2 separate regions of the Sus scrofa genome follow, and region 1 is linked to region 2. Evidence: chromatin contacts called from public Hi-C data. All regions are on one chromosome and are shown on one strand. Each heading gives the region's core, a stretch centred on a gene start, on an enhancer-like site or on the middle of the called end of the contact. The rest is flanking DNA. Distances are from core to core; before and after follow the strand shown.

Evidence for each region. A called contact is a pair of places that touch in the nucleus more often than the background predicts.
Region 1: a contact with region 2 is called in a Hi-C map of fetal heart ventricle, with 2.3 times the contacts expected there. The contact joins the enhancer-like site here to the promoter of INHBA in region 2. A contact is called at or near these places in 1 of 5 promoter capture datasets (liver) and 5 of 47 Hi-C or Micro-C datasets (fetal heart ventricle, liver and skeletal muscle).

The regions. Positions count from the first base shown.
Region 1 is chr18:53,043,011-53,049,610 of Sscrofa11.1, forward strand. No RefSeq gene overlaps it. Among named protein-coding and RNA genes, the nearest start is that of INHBA, 160 kb to the left of the region's middle. Within about 2 kb of position 2,916, at least 2 of the 83 cell types and tissues checked have an H3K27ac peak or open chromatin away from gene starts, as enhancers often do.
Region 2 is chr18:52,885,583-52,892,978 of Sscrofa11.1, forward strand. INHBA (inhibin beta A subunit) reads left to right here and starts at 4,102. Exons shown (of 6, transcript NM_214028.1-2): 1 at 4,102-4,522. The coding sequence starts at 4,135.

The DNA.
Region 1 (6,600 bases), core at 1,666-4,165, 160 kb after region 2:
CTTTTTGCCTTTTCTAGGGCCACCCCCATGGCATATGGAGGTTCCCAGGCTAGGGGCCGGCCTACGCCACAGCCACAGCAACGCAGGATACAAGCCGCGTCTGCAACCTACACCACAGCTCACGGCAACGCCGGATCCTTAACCTATTGAGCAAGGCCAGGGATCGAACCCACAACCTCATGGTTCTTAGTTGGATTTGTTAACCACTGAGCTACGACGGGAACTCCTACTACTTTTTTTTTTTTCCAAAAAAAGTATATTTGATTTCAACATTGTGTTAGTTTCAAGTGTGCAGCAAAATTATACACACACACACACACACACACACACACACACACACACACAATTTTCAGATTCTTTTCCATTATAGGTTATTATAAAACATTGACTAGAATTCCCTACGGTACACAGTAGGTCCTGTTGTTTATCTATTTTGTATATGGTTAGTGTGTATCTGTTCATCCCATACTCCTAATTTATCCCTCCCCATTTTCTCCTAGGGTAATCATAAATTCATTTTTTTTTTTTTGCCTTTTTCTAGGGCTGCACCCTCGGCATATGAAGGTTCCCAGGCTAGGGGTCGAATCAGAGCTGCAGTTTCTGGCCTATACCACAGCCACAGCAACGCCAGATCTGAGCTGCATCTGCGACCTACACTGCAGCTCATGAGAATACCAGATACTTAACTCACTGAGCAGGGGCAGGGATAGAACCAGCAATGTCATGGATTCTACTTGAGTTTGTAACCTGCTAAGCCACAGTGGGAACTCTTGTTCCTGTTTTGTAAATAATTTCATTTGCATTATTTTTTAAGATTCCATGTACAGATCGTCAAATTTATCTTTGACTTTGTTCACTTAGTGTGATAATCTCTAGATCCATCCATGCTGCTATAAATGGCATATTCTCTCATTCTTTTTTATGGCTGAGTGGTCTTCCACTGAGAATATGTACCACATCCTCTTTATCCATTCGTCTCTCAATGGACACCTAGGTTGCTTCCATGTCTTGGCTATTGTGATTAGTACGAAAGCTGTCACTATTTACAGAGAGAGCATTGCTATGAGCCCAGTACTATTCCAGATCATTCTGGGGGGTTCTCCATCTGCAGAATCTTTGGAGAGAAGCCGTGGTTGGGAGGTCTCACCGTCATTCATCTTGCAGTGGGCACCACTGTGAATACGGTTGGAAGGGGCTGCACAGGTAAAGAGACGCCTCCTCTCTCCCCAGGGCATTCTTTCAGAGACGACCTTCTGATTTTTCTCGCCTCATTTGCTCAGCCCTTGAGACTGCTCTGTGACTTCCCTTTGTGACATCCTCTGCTTCTGTGTGGCACTGTGAGGGCAAGGAACATTTGTAATGTAATCAGAGGAGGACCCAGCAAAGACATTAAAGGAATATAAACCAGCTAAATGAACCTAATCAGAGGAGAGAGACGGATGCACTGACACATGATCAACTGCTGAGAAGCAGCATTAGAGGTTTTGGAGGGAGAGGATCTGGTCTTGCACCTGCTGATTTTGAATTACATATAAGCGATGTCTCTTTCCTCCTGTGTCCTATAAGCTGTGATGCTTCTTCTTCTTCTCACATCCCTCTTCTTCTGAAATGAAAGAACTCGGGCCCTGGGGTAAATACCATTTTTAAGTGGTATTCAAGAGGCTTTACTATAGGCTTTAGCTAATTTTGCCACAACTCCAGCTTCGTGTCAGTACAAACCTGTTCTCAAGATTGTGCCTTCCTTCCTCGCCCCCTCCTTTCCTTCCATCCTTCCTAGTCCTTGTCACACTTTCTTGAGCTGATACAATGAGGTTTCCATGTGAACGTGAGAAAATCCTTGGGAGCTCAGCGTGTCAAGCAGTGCCCACTTAAGACTTCAAAGGCTCTTGGATTTCTTTTGCCATGCTCACCTCGTAAAGTTTGGGAAGAAGGCTCCTGGGAGGGAAGTATTCACCAGAAATGTAACAAAAATGTTTTCTGTTACTCTTAAAGGGAGCATACAATTTTCTCTGCCTCTCATGGGAGAGCTTTTATCCGTCCTGAAGAGATTGTAAAGGGGATTGTTGGGGAGCAAGCTCCAAACCTAAATGTATACAAAGCCAAAACCCTGACCACTAGCAGCGGCTGTGCCCTTGATTAGAATGTGAAGTTGGCCAGATGCCACCACAGGGTTCAACTCCTCTCCTTAGAGGGCCCCAACTGGACAAGATTCCCAAAATCCTGTTTACCTCTCCCTGCCAGAGCCACTCGCAAGATAAGGTAAAAAAAAAAAAAAGCCGAAGATCCGGTCTTTAGAAAGGGCTAAGAATAGCAGGGAAAGTAATATTTGTTAAGGGCAACCAACCCATATTCAATATGTGATAAGCTCTATATTCGCGTAAATTAACCTTCATTAGATGTAGGATGGGTGTTGCCATCCCAGTTGAAGCAGACAAGGAAGCTTCTGGACTGAGAGGTTACATGCTCACCTAGGACACCACGCTGGTGAGGCGGAGGCATGGACTGAACCGTGTGTCGGCACTGCCTGCCTCCACTCAACGTCAGGCGTTATCTTGTCCAGGGCTCCGCATGTGAGTGCAGGACTTGAAGCTGTGGATGGCCAGGCACAAAAATGCCTGATCCCTGGGCTCTGGGAAGGCTGAGCCCCCCGTTTTGGTCCCTATCTAACAGGATGCGGGGGCACAGATATTTAAAATCAGCAGCTGGTTTTAGACACTGTCACCACATGGCTGCGGGATTGAGCTCTTCCTTCCATGTATCATTTTCTCCGTTTTTTCCTCTCTTCTTTTTTGGTTTGTCTGGGAGTGTGTGTGTGGGCACTTATACAATCACACGCCTACGCGGGGCTGCAATCATAATCTACCAACTAGCCTGGTCCAGGCATCTACCGTGGAAGCCCACTCTGACTGACCTTGGCCCATCTGGGGACTGGCATCCTGTTCAGGGATCCCACTGGGGACGTCAGCTCTGCTTTTGTGGCTCTGACACAGCCTGTGCAGAATTTAACAGCTGATAAACAGGAGCTTCTCAGCAGGCTCTGCCATCTAATTAGACCTTTTCTTTCTGATAACGCTGAAAACGATAGAGCCCAATCAGGAGAGACTTTCAGATCTCAGGAGTCTGTGATATTGTGACCTGTGCTATCAAAAAGGGCTTAAGGGCTCTGGTGGGGATGGAAGCCAGAGCCTCGGAGGTCACTTCACACCCAGCATCTTTAAAGGTGAACGGGAGGAGGGAGGCGGCACCTCCGGAGCCCGTGGTCCCCTCCTTTCTGATCCCCGGCAAGAGCAGCACCACGAACGGGCCTAAGAGATGTAGTAAATCTGCTTTCAATGCCCGCAAAGTAAACAGATTCATCTGAAGTACAATTATGGAAAAATACGAGTTTGACTTTTAGATGATCAGTAATTTGGAAACCATTCCAAAGTGATTCACTGTAATTCACCAGACTATACTACCACTCAGTGCGCTTGAAAATCTAAATACTGATCTTGGAAAGGGAGAGGGATGCTGAAAAAATAACCCCCGAAAGCAGAAAATCAGTATGTTTAAGGACATGAACTTAAAATATCCTTATGACAAAAACACCCATAAACTCAATGAAACAATAAATGCAACAGAAAAAAAATATTGGCAGCAGATATGGCAAGAGCTGCTATTTCACTTACACAAAGATATTTTTAATAAATCAAGTACTTAACACAAATTCTAGTAGAATTGAGTAAAATACATGAATAAATGATACACCAAACAAAAAATACAAATATGGAGTTCCCGTCGTGGCGCAGTGGTTAACGAATCCGACTAGGAACCATGAGGTTGCGGGTTCGGTCCCTGCCCTTGCTCAGTGGGTTAATGATCCGGCGTTGCCGTGAGCTGTGGTGTAGGTTGCAGACACGGCTCGGATCCCGCGTTGCTGTGGCTCTGGCGTAGGCCGGTAGCTACAGCTCCGATTCGACCCCTAGCCTGGGAATCTCCATATGCCGCGGGAGCGGCCCAAGAAATAGCAACAACAACAACAACAAAAGACAAAAAGACAAAAAAAAAAAAAATACAAATGTTTTACAAATAGGCAACAACTTCAAATGCATCATTAGTGACAAAAACACAAATAAAACTACAATGAGATTTCTCCCGTATGAGCATCGAGAATATTTTTTCTTTCTACAGCTGCGTCTGTGGCATCTGGAAGTTCCTAGGCTAGGGGCTGAATTTTGCCACAGCCACAGCAACGCGGGATCCGAGCCACATCTTCCACCTATGCCTCAGCCTGTGGCAATGCCGGATTCTGAACCCGCTGAGTGAGGCCAGGGATCGAACCCACATCCTCACAGAGACAACATTGGGTCCTTAACCCACTGAGCCACAACGAGAACTCCTGGAATTGTTTGTAATGACGTTGTTCATGCTATCAAGAGGGCCTTGCATTGACAACCCTCATACCAGCTGGTGGGAATTCAGTGTAAATCTTGGGAAGGCATTTTGGCAACACGTAATATACAACTTTAACAAACTACTCCTAGACCCATTGTCTTTCTGGAAAGCTCTTCTAAGAAATAATGCAGGAAACATTTACATGCAAAGCTGTTCTTTAGAAAATTATTTATAATAGAAAAAATGGAAACTTCAAAATCTAACATACAGAGAATGGTTAAATAAACGGTGAGTCTTCACGATGACATGTAGAGCTCCCATCAAAGACGGAATGTTTTTTGGGGCCTGCCCACAGCATGCAGGAGTTCCTGGGTCAGGGGTGGAACTTGAGCCACAGCAGTGACAACACAACCCTTAACCCACTGAGACACCAGGGAACTCCCACAGATGGATTTTTTTTTTTTTTTCTTTTTAGGGCCACACCAGCAGCATATAGATGTTCCAAGGCTAGGGGTCAAATCAGAGATGCAGCTGCTGGCTTACCCCGCAGCCACAGCAACGCAGGATCTAAGTTGTGTCTGTTGTTGCCATAGCTCATGGCAACACCGGAACGTAACTCACTGAGCAAGGCCAGGGATCAAACCCGCATCTTCATGGAAGCTAGTCGGGTTCATTACTGCTGAGTCACAATGAGAACTGCCCACAGATGGAATTTTTAAAGGACATTGACTAAGATGGACAAAACACGTATGCTGTGTTAAGAGAACGTATGATGTATAAATCGAATAAATATAGTGTATTTTATTTTCTATCAAAGGCCTACAGTCCAAATTTTATATTTAAAAACTTTCTATGAAATCAAAGATGAGTAGAATTGCAAAATATATAACTGCACTCATCACTCTGGATTTGGTAACCCACTCTCTGTAATGATTCAACAGATCCAAGAGGAATGCAAATTACTGCGCTAAGATGAAAAATAAAATAAAATACAATAAATAATGCTGGCAGATGAAATTTGCTCCTGCAGGATTTTCTTTTTTTTTTGGGGGGGGGTAGAAAGTCTGAAGCCTCTATAAGTGTGTGGTTATGTCCTGAGTGTGTGTGTGTGTGTGTGTGTGTGTGTGTGCGCGTGTGTAGAGGGGTGTGGAGTTGCAGGTGACTGCCAGCTGCTGATATGTTATTGGCATAGCTGAAGCAGGGGCACCTTGTTCAAGACGAGGAGAGAGAACTGCCAGTGGCATAAAGGGGTGTCTCCTATCTGTCCTCCGTAACGTGCTCCTGAAGAGCGTGAGAGATGAGTCTCTCAATGCTGACCATCGTTTTCTGGATCGTGCTGGGCTACGAGGGCAACACATGCCCTGAGCCTTTCTCCTTCTGAGAAAAAAGCAGGCTGTCCACAAACATCGCTTTAACTTTCATCCAAAATATTTAACCACCCAAGAGATCTGACAACACAGTTCCAACACCAATTGCCCTGGTACTGTCTTTTATACCCAGCGGTCAGCTGCTCCTATCACCTTCTCTTTGAAGTTAAAAATATGCTGGATTGGAAGATTATCTAAAGACAAGAAAAATAAATATGTGATTGCTTATTTGAGGTGAAACAATACACTTGTTAAGACTGGCGTCACATTTCCTATTTGAATCTCTGTTCTGTTGCTTATTTACCTTGGTTAAGTTGCTTAGTTTCCCAAAGCCTCAAATTTCTTGTAAATCAAGTTAGCAACCTGCCTCATAGGGCTGTTGTGAAGACTGAATGAGATGGTGTGTGGAAATCACTTCACACATGGGGAGAGCTCAGTAAATATTAGCTATAACTATAAACGTTGTAAACATTGGATAACATCAAATACTTATTTGAGACCTTGGTATTTTGCAGGCATTATGCCACGGGCCAAAGATACAACAATATGTTCTTTTGCTCAACAGATGTTTGTTGAGCACTCACTATGCAGCAGACACGTTCTGGGAGGGTTGGGATGCATTAGGGAATGAAATAAACAAAGATCCCTGTCCTTGTGAAGGGGACACAGCATTAACACTGAACATACAGCATAACAGAAGGATGTGAGAGGGTGCTGAGTATTATCAGACAAGGAAAAGAGGGCTGGGGGAGTTATTCTTTAGCCAGGGGGAAAACTATAATCAGATAGAGGTTTTAGAAGGTGGGTTCTAGTGAGGGGAAACTATGGGTTTGAAAGTGAGATCTCTTAAGAGGTGATG
Region 2 (7,396 bases), core at 2,852-5,351:
GGGTAAGGGAGCTCCTTTCTTGCAGAGAGCTTGGGTCCTTCCAGTTCCAGACTGAGGGGCAGGGTAGGAGTTTAACCAGCACTGATCCTGTTTCTGTCTTTCCTTCTCAGATTCCCTCTGTTCCTCTACAACCTAATGATTTTTATTTTTGACTTCATTTCTGCATATGCAATTCTTAGAATACTCCCTGCCCCAACCCCCATTTATGGCTCTGACCTCACACTTTCTCTGTGTTTAGCCAAGGCAGGCCCGCTTCTGCAGACTTCTGGTGGCCCAAAGAAAGGGGCCTAAACTACCCATCAGGAGGCCAGAGCCTCTATATTTTGCTTGTGGGCACAGTGAAAAGTTTATTTTATGCATGTTAAATCCTGCATCCACAATAACGTATCTTGTCATATGGCTTTCATTAGCTCCCAATTTTGCACATTTTATTCAACTTGTCATGAGTACCCGGCTTGTGCTTCAGCTAGACTCCTTCAAACAAGCCTTCCATTTTTATGTCTGAGGCATCTTTCCTCCTGTTTTTTTTTTTTTCCCCTGACTTGCTAACACTCCCCCCTCCGTCCCCAAAACATCGTGACCAACTTAACTCCTCTTTCAGGAAATGTTCACTTCTTTCCATTAATCTCATGTTCTCTTTGTAACAATTTAGAAATCATAGGACTTGAAGTTCTGATAAAGAAGAATGATGTATGAGTTTTTTGGTTTTTTTTTTTTTTTGTATTTTTGTTTGTTGTTTGTTTTTTTTTTTACTAGTTAGTTTGGGATTCTAAAGACTTGGGAAAGACACTTAGAAGGTTCACCAGCAGAGAATGACTGTTTCCAAAGTTCTTAGTGATAAATGATTTATGAAGCCGGCATTCAGTTTCAAGATGTAAAGTAATAGTGCAAGTGGGCTGGGGGCGGAGATCATCCCTCAGAGATATACATCGTTTCCTATTTTTTCCTCCACGAAATAGCTTATTTCAAAAAGGAAAATCAGAACCTGTAGGGAGAGCCCTGCGAATTTTTTTCCCCTGTCAGCAACAATAAAATACTTTGTCAATAGAGGCAACTTCATGGAGAAGTTTTATGGGAAGACACAGAACTGAGCCTGACAAGAGGGAGAAACTGACGTGCTTGATGTGCGAGTGGTCAAAGTTGAAAGCTGGTCCCTCAGTGAGCGCTCGCTGTTGGGTTGCAGGATTTTTCTAAAGGGTCGTCTAGTCAGTCAGAGGTTTCCCTGGCTCCGTGATCACCCAGGAGTGTCACAGCAGCCGAGAAAGGCTTTCCATTAGATAATGAGTTATGAAATATGTCTCACACTGGAAAAACCAGTCATCTGCTGATGTCATTCTGCTTCCAACCAATCCCAAACAAAGCCCCAGCCCTCCCTGCTTGACTGGTACCAATGTGTGACTGTACAAATAAGTAGTACAGTATAAAAATTCTCAGTGCCAATGCCATGAAGAGGAACTCCGAAGGCACTTGCCACATGATACAAGAGTCTGCTGGTGAAAGAGAGAGGACCGGAAAGGTAATGCTTTTTAATGCTTACTGCTGTGCTCTTTACACGTGCCTAGCCAGAAGGGTGAGCAGGAATTTTTACAACTTATTGGCATTTCCATGCATATTTGATGATCTGTGCCTTTGTAGGTCTTCCAGCGAGTTAAAACAGCTTTTAATAGCAGAGCATGCAAAGCGAGTATGTGTTTCTCCAACCCAGTCAGCACCTCCTTGCGAGTACCTGTGCCAGGAGAAGGCTCATTTTTAAGTTACCTTCACAAACAGAAGATTCGGGGAACGCACACAAACTCAAATACAGGGAGAATCTAAATAGTGATCAGTTGCACTTAGCTCGGTGAAGCTGGATGAGGGCTCTCAACTTGTTTGGAGCCATTCAACTTTTAGTTCTATTTCAGAGTCTCTTGTAAAACTTAATTGGACTACAAAAGCTTTGGGCACTGTCTGTGTGACGCCAAATAGGTAGATTATGTTAAGTAATCTATTTCAAAGATGTTTTATTAAGCAATTATTGACACAGATGCCCCCCCCCTTCCCCATTCTCTTTCGCCATCCCCCACTAAGAAACTAAATTAGACTCTTTAGGGAATGTTGACAAAGTCTTCACAATAATAGCAGAGGAATTGACGTTTCTGGAGGTAAAATCCCAAAGGTGGCTGGTAACAGAGGGATTGCTGCAGTCAGTTGCTTTAGAAAAGGGGGACAGGGTATCCAATTAAGAGAAGCATCCTTACCTGTGCGAGCTGTAATTTTAACTCAGCATCACACTTGTCTCACCCGCATCCCCTTGCCTTCAGAGGGGATGCTTGTAAATAAGGGTATTTATTAACTTTTCCCACCCAAAATGCATTGCTTAACTGTAATGCTCTGAACACACTAGGTGTCAGATATAAGCCGACTGTATCTACAGAAACTGAGAGGGCTTATGTGTGGGAAAGAAACCGAGAGGGAGGGAAAGCTTTAACAGATGGACCTCTTAAAGATACTTCTGCAAGATAAAAGCAATAAGACAGAAAATGAAAAAAAAGGGGGGGAGAGAATTAAAAAAAACTCAGAGAGGCATTGTTTAAACATTCACATTTTTCTTTTTGCTGTGAACACTGAAATCCGTGATGATTTCATCTTGTGCTGTTCCTTGGAGAGAAAAAGAAGCCGTCAGGGGGCCAGTCCATGAGCAGACTGGTCTGGAATGGGGATGGGGGTAGGGGCCAGGCTGAACAAACTACCACATGACAGAGAAAGTCATTTGCCCATATATTTTAGCGATTCTTTCCCCCTAGGACCAGTTATTCAAGTCACGGGAGCGCACTCTTTATATAAAATAATGTGGGAAAGGCCAACTGACTTGTGCGTTTTATCTGTGCAGTCAGTCAGGGCCAGCGGTGGTAAGCTGTCATCTGTGCGTGTGTGTGCAGGGCAGAAGGGGCACGGCTAAGAGAGGGTGCAGAGCTGCACATGACAGGAGCGTGGACCACGCTGCCTGCCAGCCCGCCTGCCTGTGGATCTTCCAATGCCCGGCTGCATTTTTGCATTTGGGGAAAAGTAGAGTCTGTGACATGACCCCAAACAAAAGTTCTCTGATCTCTGATCGCCCGCCAGCGTGGACGGCCCTGAACACTGAACTATGAATGAAGGGCGGGGGAGGGGGGCGGGGGGGGGCGCTCTGCAGGATTCCCTCAGCCCAGGAGGATGGGCTGGCCCCTCTTCCCAAGCCCTCCATCACCTGTCCGCCCCCTCCGGGGACCCTGAACCCCACCTTCCCGCCGGGGGTGTCCGAACCCCTGAGTCGGTGGCTCGGCAGGTGGAGGGGCGCTGGGCCAGGCTGGTTCCGGCGGGTCCTCTCGGTGGATTGATTGAGATAGGGCGTCTGTGTCTGGGCTTTGCTTCCCCCCCCCCCCGCCAAAAAAAAAAAAAAAAAAAAGAGGAAGAAGGTGAAGCAAGGGGACTGGGCAGAGAAAGCAAGGGAGGGAAAGGAGAAGTGGCCCAAAATCAGGAGCGTTTCCTCGCGGAGGGGAAGCAGACCTCGGGCGGCGGGTGGTGTGTGCAGAGAGGTGTGTGCGAGGGAGCCGCGAGCAGCAGGCGAGCAGCCCGTCAGAGCGGGCGGTCCCTCCCCTTCCTAATCTCAGCCTTTACTCGCAGCGCGGCTCCCTCCCTCTCCCATTCACTCACTCACTCGGGGCCAATCGCTCCCTCTCTCCCCCTCTCCCCCCCCCTCCCTCCCCGTCTCTCTTCCCTCCCATCCTCTCTCTGTCTCTGTCTCCCCCCCCCCGTCTCTCCCCCCTCCCTCCCTCCCTCCCTCCCTCTCTCTTACTCTCCTCCCTGACAGCCACAAACCTACAGCCCCGACTGCATCCAGAGAGGGAACCTGCAAACAAACTTCACAGCAAACTTTTTGTTCTTGTTCCAGAGAATTGACTGAAGAGGAGACAGGAAACAAACAAACAAAAACAAACAAACAAACCAACCAAAACACACACACACACACCAAAACCCCAAAAAGGAAAGAGAGAGAGAAAAAAAAAAAAGCAAAAAAAAAAAAAAAAAAAAAAAAAAAAAAAAAAAACCCGTGCGTGAGGGGGAGGAAGAGCGGAGCCTTTTAAAAGGGCCGTCACCACAACTTTGGCTGCCAGGATGCCCTTGCTTTGGCTGAGAGGATTTTTGTTGGCGAGTTGCTGGATTATAGTGAGGAGTTCCCCCACCCCAGGATCCGGGGGGCACAGCGCAGCCCCGGACTGCCCGTCCTGTGCGCTGGCCACCCTCCCAAAGGATGTACCCAACTCTCAGCCGGAGATGGTGGAAGCCGTCAAGAAGCACATTTTAAACATGCTGCACTTGAAGAAGAGACCCGATGTCACCCAGCCGGTACCCAAGGCGGCGCTTCTGAACGCGATCAGAAAGCTTCATGTGGGCAAAGTGGGGGAGAACGGGTACGTGGAGCTGGAGGACGACATCGGGAGGAGGGCGGAAATGAATGAACTCATGGAGCAGACCTCGGAGATCATCACCTTCGCGGAAGCAGGTGGGTGCTGGCCTGGGGGGCGGGGTGGGGGGCACGGGTCTCCGACCGCGCGGGGGGAACCTGCCGCCCTCCAGCTGCACCCGCCCGGGAAGGTCGTGCGTTCGCCGGGCGCGGGAGCGGGCCGGCCGGGGGGCGACCAGGGGCGGACCGGGAGGGAACCTCCCGGAGCCGGGAGCCCAGGCAGAGCCCCGGCCGGCGGCGGCAGGGAGGGGGTCGGCGTACACTTGCTCCGCTCGGCCGGTCGCGCCGAGGAAGCGCTCGGCCGATCCCGGAGCAGGAAGCCGGCGGGAGAGAGGCTCCCTTGCCCTGCCCGGGAGAGCAGAGCAGGGCGGCGAGAGGAAAGCCGGGCAGTTTCGGGGGGCTGGGGGGGGCGGGAGGCTTCCGGACCCCATCCGAAGTTTCTACCCGGGGGCGGGGGAGGGGGCGGCGAGCGCGGGATTGGGGTGGAAGGGCACGGAGGAAGTCCTTGTCGCCCAAGCAGCCCTTTTTCTTTAAAAGTCCAATCAGGGGCCACCTTCCAGAAGCGGGGCATCTGCATTAGTGACAGTCGTGTTTACCTTTGGCAACTCGGCTTCGAAGGAGCACAGGCATCACGTTTTAGGCAGGGACGAGCGAGAGCGACGTGGGGGTGGGGGTGGGGGTGGGGGTGGGGGCACATGACATTGAACCGGCAGGCAGTTGCTTTTTGGAACACTGACTTTTGCTCTCGGAACCAAAAAAAAAAAAAAAAAAAAAAAGGAAAAGAAAGAGTTTTGTTCTCTGTAAAGTTACTAAGAGCTCTCTGCCAAGGAATGCAACCTTGACAAAGTGCTCCAGATACTACACGGAGCTCTCACTCAATCCTTAAGAGGAAGAACTTTAATAAATAGATTCTAATCGTTGGCTCAGGACCACACGAACCTGTTGCTGAAGAAAAAAATACCTGTCAAGCGGGAGGGCTGGAGACCCGGGGCCAGGTCATTTTTACAGTTATGTGACCCGGATCCTTTTGCCTGCCTACAAGCTGGGCAAGTCCAGGCACACAGATGTGTTAATTCCATGTTACTTTCATGGTAATGCCAGGCTACAGAATGGTATCCCTTGCCAAATCCATTTGAAAGGAATGCCATTGTTTTGTTTGGTAGAGCATATGGCCAGTAAAGTGTGTGCCGGGACTCCCAGCATTGCTGTTTAAAAGTTTGCCGCAGCAGTATAAACAATTAAGGCAACACTCAGAATTTCCAATCCTGAAAACCTGTTGACTCAGATGTTATGTGCTCAAGAAAACCGTGCGAGACCTGGGCATCCTCTTGAAGGGAGCAGATAGCCTGCTGGCTTGCTGGCTTCTCCTCCTCGGCAAAGCCCTGATGTCCTAAGGGCGGTTCTAGCTGTCTCACCAGAAGCTTCTTTCCTTTCGAGAAAGGTCTGACTACTTTCTTCCTCTAAACCTTTTTTTTTTTTTTTTTTTTAATGAAGCCCCAAAGGCCCTGATACTTTTGACTTTATCTTTTGAAGCGTATGGAGGGGAAAGGCAGGGTGGAGCTTTCGAGTGGCTACCCAGATTTGCTCAGTCTTTGCCGGGGTCCTGAGCAGCAAGTGGATTCCAGTGGTTGGGGGGCTGTTCCCACTCTTGCCACAAAGGGACCCTGTACAGGTTTTTATACACCAGTTGCCACACAGCACGGCCTTAATTGCAGCTCTTCCTCAACTGGCTTTACCCACATCATATGACTAAGTAGACTTATGCCCCTGGCCCCTTTGAATTCTATCCCTGATACCAGCACTGGGCCCCCGGATCTGACTTTGACTCGGATAGCGAATCACTCGCTCCCTTGGCATTGAGAATTTTGCCATGGAAGAATCTGACCTTTCCCATTCTTTCTCACGTATGGCCTCGTCTCATGCCAGTCTTTCCCTCAGTCTTGTCCTTTTTTTTTTAAACTCCTCTGGTAGGTGTTTGGTTGGAAAGAAATTGAGCTGCTTTTTGAAAAGGTGGATTCATTTGATTCGCACATTGACTAAAGTTGAGGGTCTGTAATGGAAACTCCTCCCGTTTGCGTTTTACACCCAGACTCGGGCTGAGCTGCTGGATCCTCAGCAAAGATTTGATTCTCCTTGCTCAGTTTGCTCATTGCAGAGGTTTTGCCTCGGGCCGATTTAGTACGAGTTCCCCAGAGTGACTGCCCTACGGACGGTCTCCTCTCCCGGAAGAGAGTAGTACCGTGTCTGTGGGCGCTTCTATGCTAAACCAAGAAAGAGATTTAACATCGGGGTGACGGTAGTGAAAATACAAACATGTCTCATTGCTCTACTGCTATGACTAAGTCAACCTGAGCAACACTCGGCCAAAGTCAGAAGTCAAGATTTTTGAGAGCAGCAGAGAGCACTCACTGTCCTTTTCTTCAGAAGCGATTCTGTACCGCGTAGGATGCAGTCAGTAAGTGTGGCCTGCGTGAGGGTCACACGCCTACAGAGGCCCCCCTCGGTCTCAGGTTTCCTCAGCTGGGGATTCGCGTTCAGTTGTTGCCTCCACGCTCCACGACCAAACAGGCCGAGACAGGGCCACCTGGCAGTTGAAAGATGACAGCACCTCACGTGCCCAGAGGTCTTTGAACTGAGTCAGTCTCACTGTGCTCAGGTGCCCAAGGCCTCGTCCTGGTAAAGCTGAGAGGTTATGGAGTAAGAGGCAAGGAGTGGCCCTCGGGCTCTCTGGAACATATTCCCACAAACAAAAATGCTTTTTCTCATCATATCTGTCACCCAGCATTGCTCACTGAGGTCACTGCACTCTTGGCAAGGCTGGCAGCAGAATCGTCTACTGTGTTCTTGAAAATCTCAAAAGAAAGGAGGAAGGGATGGGCAGAGCTAAGGCAACTGTCCCCGTCATTGTCACGA